Regions from separate parts of the Bombyx mori genome. Here region 2 is linked to region 1. Evidence: chromatin contacts called from public Hi-C data. All regions are on one chromosome and are shown on one strand. The core of a region is the stretch at or near the end of the contact, and the rest is flanking DNA. Distances in the headings are between cores, read along the strand shown. Region 1 has its middle 19 kb from the start of LOC134199006. Region 2 holds the start of LOC101737078 (immunoglobulin superfamily DCC subclass member 3).

What was found. A called contact is a pair of places that touch in the nucleus more often than the background predicts.
Region 2: a Hi-C map of whole pupa shows a contact between it and region 1, with 2.0 times the contacts expected there. The contact joins the promoter of LOC101737078 here to the enhancer-like site in region 1. A contact is called at or near these places in 2 of 7 Hi-C or Micro-C datasets (both in whole pupa).

Annotation. Positions count from the first base shown.
Region 1 is chr6:9,337,005-9,341,181 of ASM3026992v2, forward strand. No RefSeq gene overlaps it. Among protein-coding and RNA genes, the nearest start is that of LOC134199006, 19 kb to the right of the region's middle. Within about 2 kb of position 1,352, at least 4 of the 8 cell types and tissues checked have open chromatin away from gene starts, as enhancers often do.
Region 2 is chr6:9,387,561-9,391,706 of ASM3026992v2, forward strand. LOC101737078 (immunoglobulin superfamily DCC subclass member 3) reads left to right here and starts at 1,402. Exons shown (of 17, transcript XM_012694244.4): 1 at 1,402-1,675; 2 at 1,921-2,113; 3 at 2,538-2,641; 4 at 3,606-3,759; 5 at 3,833-4,037; 6 at 4,130-4,146. The coding sequence starts at 1,579.

The DNA.
Region 1 (4,177 bases), core at 102-2,601:
ATGAACAATATTATTGGGTTTATAATAAAAATTCAGTACAGCATAAGATAAAATCATAATTTACATTTGCAGTTATATTCCTATATAACTATAATTAATGAATTGATTTTTATACATACATTCTTGCGATTAACTATTGAATATTAATAATATCAAGAGGTACGTAATATGTATACACACCTTATGCAAACCTAAGACATTATATTCTAAAGTAAATCGTTCTACAGAACCGAAATCCGGAATAGTTCTATTGTTTTCCTTGATGTTATGAGTCTAGAATATTATTTTGATTGATTTAATGATGGTTAATTTTGAGTTGGGTGCACATTAAATAATAATTTAACGAAGTCTATCTACTTTATATGTGAACCATAAGATTTTTCATTAATAGTATATTCTATTATAATATATTCAGTTCTTAATCAGAAAATTAAACACCGTGGACACCTAGTTGAATAATGACAAAAAGGAGGCTAGATTTATTTTATAGCATAGCTAAATCAAGTCGCGTGAGACATACGGTCAGGTGTAATGTCCCTCCAACGTCGTTGTTGTCCACACTTTTTATTCCTCAGATCCTCGCCATGATGCCTGTTTACAAATGCATGAATATGGGGCGCCTTTTTCCGCGCCTTGTCTACTTATGAAAATATATTTGGCCGTTACGTTTTATTCTTTGTCTCGAAAACGTGTTTCGCGGTCTCGAGTTTTGTGCTTTTCTCTGTTAGTTCACAGAATGACTCTTCTAGGTTTATGGTGTTTATGTATTTTTTATTGTATTTATAGACGTACGATCATAGGGCCTATGAGATGGTGAACGGCACTCGTAGTTGTCAGTGATTCCAGGAGCACAACCAGGCTGCTGTTTACTGGTATGGATCCTCAATCCTCCTTTGAAGAGCATATTGTAGCGCTCAGGGGAAGTTAATTCTTTGCTTTTTAATTCTTTTCTTGTTAATTCTTTGCTTTGCTTCATGAAGGGCATTGCCACAATGCCCTTCATGAAGTATTTTAATAGACCTCGAAAAATGTCCTCTTCTGTATAAAGTCGAATGTAAGTAGCATATTTTTGTGATTTGTTCTATTTTTGTTTGGCAAAAACAAAACTAGGTTAATCTATTTACAATTCGCTTTGTATCCGTTCGTAACATTAAATCACGCTAACTATTTAATTGCAATATTAATTTCACGATATTTTATTCGAGGACTTAGCTTGTAATTCTAAAATCCATAATTCACATTCAGTTACACCATAATTTATATTATTTCGTCTACGGCAGTAAACCACTGCTTGACCGCAATATTAAAGTTAGTCACAGCTTGACTCTTATCATAGCTATTTTTAGTTTGAACACGACATCGCTATTTTTATATTATCAGTGGACTGTGCTCATAAGCATTGAGAAACTTAAAGTATTCCGGTTAATGCCCGTAAAACAATCACCACTGTTTGATCCAATAATGAAACAAATACCTACTGGTTACAAATATCTGATTTGGTTGTTAGTCTGTATTAATGTTATATTTCTCCATCGGTGTTGGTAACTATTTACCATTAGGTATATTTCTTATTGCTTTTTCTATGCTCATGACTATGCGGTCCAATTGATCTTAAGTATTTATCGTTGTCCTTGGACATCAGCAATTTCACAACCAAGCTATTGCCTACTAACCTGCGCTGCCAAGTACGAGAGGCATTACGTGCGAGAACTAGTATGGATGAGATTTAGGTATTCAGTTAGCGCCAAGACATAACATTTTGGCGGAATAGTTAGAAAAAAAAAAAAACTCGTTAGTCTTCTATGAACGTAATGACAAAACTGTAATCATATGAGCAACGATTTGAAAAACTATTGCAACATAAATATTTTGACATTCATTATTATTGTTGATTATACTAGCTGTTTTGATTCTCGGACTAGCTGACCGCATAACACATAATCTCCAACTCAAGTTAATTGACAAATCTATAGACACTTAGCTATTTAATTTAATCAAAAACTCCATTGTAGTAGAATAACAGTGATATTCTTTCTACGACCCTCTTAGATAAGACGCTATCGAGCTGTGCGACTTAGCCATTGATCAAATTCCGTAGACATCTTCATTTTCTGAAGGTCGTGTCTAGTTTGATGATTGTTTTCTTATCACTCATTGCACAATCCCTCTCCACGTGTCTATCTTTGGCAGTCCTAAATGCTTTGGTATAGGCATGTCGCTAAGTGATCCTATTAAATTTTGACCAACGAGTAGATAATCGGTTACGTAGTCTTTTCCAGTCGACATAACCTAAAAGCATCGGCTTTTCGAAGTTGTTGGGATTTCAAGCAGTGTGTCAAAATTAGGTTAGTATACGCTGAAAATAGATAGTAGACAGTCTAGTTGTTATGTGAAGCTCTTCGAGAATGGACAAGTTTGTTCGGCAAGTGGTCCATGGGATGTGTAACATATATCTACAACGCCACAAATCGATGCCTCGATCTTGGATCTAGCTGCAGTATCGCGCAGGATTTCAACCCCTTAGAGGAAGATTAAATAAACCAATGTACGCCTCACTTTTGTTTTACTGGATATGTTGCGAATTTTTTAGTGTAATAAATGCTTTATATATGTTTACGAATGACACGAATGACGAATGCACTGTGAAAAAGTAAGGTCGTGTAAAAAAAATCATATTATTACAAATTTTTTTTTTAATAAAAAAAATAAATTCGTTCATTGCTATTGCACATAGATAAAGGCTTAGACATTGGGTCTTATATATATTTTGGAAGCATTCACATTAATTGAGGCTGCGCTGAAAAAAAAAACATTTCAGTTCTCCTCTTTCCTTTTTTTGGGCGGGTCAGAGATATACTTTGATTTATTTTTACTTGCAAACAAAAACACAAGTCTACATTACGACTTAATTCGTATGTACGCCTCTTGATGTATAGCGTGGAGGTTTTCCACATAAACCATGTCGTAATTAATATACATGCTTATACAAGCTATAGCATGAACAATCGTGCACCAGATCCGATTTTGTTTTAAACTTTTTTTTTATAAAAAGATAAAGTCTAGATCGAAATCTGACGTTCATAAAAATTGATTAAATTAAAAAGCTTTGTTACTAGGAACAATTTGAATGTACGATCTATTTATTTTGAATGTTTCTAAGGCTCTTAAGCGGACAGACTATGTCTTTGTGTATTCTTGAATTTCTTCTGAAGGTACAAAGGTGTATTACATAGAAAATTCAAACGTAAGGTTTATAAATACTGAAGGGTACTTACTATTGATGATATGTTTATAAATTATTATTAACAATGAAGCGAGTTATTTTCGTACTTGATAGCATCTATATATAGAAAAATGAATTGCTGTTCGTTAGTCTCGCTAAAACTCGAGAACGGCTGGACCGATTTGGCTAATTTTGGTCTTGAATTATTTGCGGAAGTCCAGAGAAGGTTTAAAAGATAGATAAATATGATATTCGGACTCGAACTCGGAATTAAATAAAAATGACAATTTTGTTTTTCCTTTGATGTGTCCCCCGTCGAACGGATTCCTTTTGTTTGTTTTAAGTTTATTTTATACAAAAGTTTAGGTCTTTTATTGATAGATTGAGGCACGACAAAGTCTGCCGGGTCAGCTAGTAAAGAATAAATGTTTAATTCAAACGACTTTAAAAAGAAGTGACATATGTCTTTTTTCGGAAAATTTATGTACCTACATATATTATCTGGGCGCACACAGACACAAACTTCCTTTTCGTGTTCACCGTACGTACAATAAGTTTATTCAGCAGTGTTTTTGTCGTTGAGATTTACGATCCTTATTACGAGGGTTAAAAGAGGTACATATTAAAGCATGCTGTTAAACCTTCTTGCGTGCGTGGTGTTTTTGAGAGGAGAGAAGTTTGTGTTTTACGACCATTATAAAATAGAATTTCATTATTTTTTATTTGGCATCTCAATGTATTTATCATTTACTTTTAATGTAAATTCGTATTATTTAAGAATGCCAAATTACGTACAAAATATCACGAATAGATTGCAACACAGACTGAACTTCAAAAGTCTGTCCAAATACCAACCGAATAAACATTGAAAATAAATAAACAGGATTTGCATCTACTGCTAAATTATTTGTCTATTATATGAGAACTAATACAATTACTGACTGTATGCGATAT
Region 2 (4,146 bases), core at 152-2,651, 51 kb after region 1:
TTCTATTTATTATAATAATTTAGCACTCAAATTGAATTATAAATAGAAATTTGTCGTAATTAGTAGTGACTCTGATAAATGTAATAAATATAATATAAGATATACAAATTTCACACGACGAAATGTATTTGTGGAAACTTTCTTCATGATAGTAGCAGTGTTTATGAGCCTCAAGATAATTGCACATTATTCATTTAAAAGTCATATTTATTTATTGGTCGGTGGAAAGAATTATAACGCAATTTATATATTTTTAAATGGAACAATTGTATTATTTCTTTTATGTCTGCAGTTTGGTTGGGAAGTAATTTTTTTTAGCCTGTTCTATCTTTTTTTAATTAACTAACACAATCTCATTTCTCTATTGGACACACAGGTTAATAATGGTCGCCATTAGTTGCCATAAATGGTGGTGGTCCTCTGTCGTTAAGTTAGCAGAACCCTTAGGTATCACAATAAATAAAGGTCTCCTGTGAGAAATTGGGGGAGGTGAAGGACCTCGGCCCTTCTCTTCTCCCCTTCTTCCTCTCAGGAGGCGCCGGAGTCCGACATAACCCGGTTCGTTACCCCCCTCGACCGGGTATCCGTAAATGGATTCCCCAGCGTTAAAAAAAAAAAAAAAAAGGTATCACAATGTGAACTCCACTATCCACCTTCGATAGTGAAGAGTCCATTGTATTGTATAACCTTTATACGCGGCAGAAATAAAAATTATTGTGACATCAATTAAAACACTTAACTGTCGGTCATATGTTTAGATTTTAGAAAAATGACTTTTTTATTGTCCTAGTAGGCAGACAGGCGTACGGCCCACCGGATGGTGAATGGTTACCGTCGCCCATGGACTTCAGAAATGCCAGGGGCAGAGCCAAGCCGCTGCCCACCGACTGGGCTTTGATGTTGTTAGAAAAATGGGGCTCTCAGCATCGCACTAGTCAAACCACTAAACTAAACAATAACGGCAGTGAAATTATAAATTGATTGATTTTAAACAAACTTTTGGGTTTGCTCAAATTAATTAGTACCGCGACACGCAAAACACAATATTTTAATCTTACTTACTCACTTACTTACTTACTTGTCTGGATGCCTTTCCAGTTTCACCAGGATAGATGGGCGAGCACGGATTCAGCCAGGGGAGGACGTAATATGTGAAAAATTTGCACATTTTGCGTAATACGTGCGCCTGTATAAATACTGTGCTAATTATGAGTTTTCATAACCTCTTAGTATCCCATGGCCCACAACAGTCAATTTAAGCAAGTAAAAATTTCAAATAGCAAATTTCCTATAGCGTTATAAAGTTTTTTTGAAGTAAACATTAACTTAATCTTATTGTTCAAAATCATTATCATTAGGGTTGGCGAAACCGTATGTTATACTGAGTCGGCGCGAAATGTCATTAAAGAGTGGGGGTTTAGTAACCCCAAAGATATCGGAGGTGGAGGTTGTGTCGCGTCGTTCTATAAATACATCGCGATGTCCTTATAAACTATTGAACGAAATAAAGATAAACAGTTTTTTTTTTTTTTATGGTGAAGGGAAAATATGTAGTGAGTCCGTGAGTCAGTGTCAAGTATGATCGCCGGTTCGAATAAGAATAAACAAATATGCAATCAAGTGAAATTTATTGTACTGTTGTATTTTTTATTGAATTTACCTTGTACCGCGAGATGTGAGTAGAAATTTTTATTCTATATTAGAAATATTATGAATTTTTAATCACTGTTGAACTTATTCAGTTTTGTAAACATTTTAGTAACATTTATCAATTTTAAAAAATCAATTTTGATACGTTTAAATAAAAGGAAAGTTCTATTCATTTGAATTACGATTTCAATGCAATAAAATATACTAAATTAATACAGATTTATTGTTTTTAATTGATTTATTTTTCTGTTAATAAACACCTTGGTAAAGCTCAAAGCCGGGCTCCGCGTATAAAAGAACATCCAGCCGACACAATAGTCGGTAGAAGCGAGCCTGCTACTCTGCGGTGTGTATCCGAAGGAAAGCCCAAACCGACAATACAGTGGTATAAAGATGGCACGCCTCTTACTTCTAATGACCACCCACAAAGAGTGCTGCTTGAAGACGGATTACTCTTCCTTAGGTAAGAATAAAATGAATAAATTTTGTAATAGAACGAACTTTAACTGAGACTGAACAAAGATATTGTAGTTCATCAAAATATCTAGCAGCCGAATTTATTAAAACGATTTATTATCAGATTTTGTGTAGCATTTTGCTTTAAAAGAATTCGTGTGTAATTTTATTTTCCTGCTTTTTAGATTTCTACACTAGTTTTAAGATTAATTCTTGAAAGAAGTCTGTTCCAGCAAAAGGCGGCCTATAATAAATACATTATGGCCCATTAGAATTCGAAAGAAATGTCTAGAAATATTGAAACCATAAGTTTTTGTATTGTTGGAATATGATTTTAAATGATTATATTTATTTAAACGGCTACAAAACAACTTAATTAAAAAAATATCGAATTTTCTAAATTTGGCCTAAACTTATTTTCCGTGTGCTAGGGTTATGCGAGGCAAGAAGGAAAGCGACGAGGGCGTCTACTGGTGCGTCGCACGCAACCCCGTCGGGGAAGCAGTTAGCAAAAACGCCACGCTTACTATTGCCGGTAATTTGTCTTTATTTCAAACATATTGTAGGTCCATTATGCTTGATTAAATTTCTATTACTTTAAAATGCTTATATCTCCCTGTTGATTGTTCTCTTATTCTCGTCACAGTCCTTTGCAGCTTTAGTAGTTATGTATTTCTATCTAGCTAGGTTTTCAGTTTCTCTTATTATTATTTTTTTATTGCTTAGATGTGTGGACGAGCTCACAGCCCCCCTGGTGTTAAGTGGTTACTGGAGCCTATAGACATCTACAACGTAAATGCGCCACACACCTTGAGATATAGTTCTAAGGTCTCAGTATAGTCACGACAGCTGCCCCACCCTTCAAACCGAAATGCATTACTGCTTCACGGCAGAAATAGGCGGGGCGGTGGTACCTACCCGTGCGGACTCACAAGAGGTCCTACCACCAGTAATTACGCAAATTACAATTTTGCAGGTTTGATTTTTATTGCACGATGTTATTCCTTCACCGTGGAAGTCAATCGTGAACATTTGTTGAGTACGTATTTCATTAGAAAAATTGGTACCCGCCAGCGGGATTCGAACACCGGTGCATCGCTCGATACGAATGCACGGGACGTCTTATCCTTTAGGCCACGACGACTTCAACGACGCTGACATTGTTATGACGAGATAAAGCCCACTGAGTTTCTCGCCGGATCTTCTCAGTGGGTCGCGTTTCCGATCCGGTGGTAGATTCTGCGAAGCACTGCTCTTGCTAGGGCCAGTGTTAGAAACACTCCAGGTTTGAGCCCCGTGAGCTTACCTACACGTCAAGGAGAAACTGAAATAGCCTCTTAAGGCTATCAGCATAGGTAGGGAAAAAAAGATGAGATAACAATTGTAATATTTTTTTTATATTAAATACAAATGAATTGACTGATTGATAATGGCTTATTGAAATGCAGGTGCAACATTTTTTGATGAATAACTTTTAATATTCAGTATTCAATTTGCAGTACTCCGCGATGAATTTAAGATCGAACCTCACGATGTAAAAGTAGCTAGTGGCGAACCTGCTCTTTTACAATGCGCATCACCGAAAGGGGTGCCTGATCCGTCTATACATTGGAATAAAGATGGGCATAGTTTAGACGTAGAAATCAATGGAAGGTAATTGAACTAATAAAAAATAATTATATTTTAACACGCAAAATCAGACACTAAAAAACTTGGTACTTTACAGAATATCAGTAGTGAATGGAGGTGATTTAAAAATACTGGAAACAATACCATCGGACAGTGGTGTTTATAGATGTGTAGCGTCTAATGTGGCAGGCGAAAGGCAATCTCATCCTGCTACGCTTCTCGTCTTACGCAGACCGCATTTTCTGGTGAAACCGAATAACATAACGGCTTTAATAGGCCAGAACATTGAGTTTCACTGTCAAGTAAGACACTTGATATCTTTTGTTTACATTATCTTTCCATTATAGATAGAATTAATTCAAACAATCCATCCATATAAATTTTTCTATTTTAGGCATCACCAGAATCCGA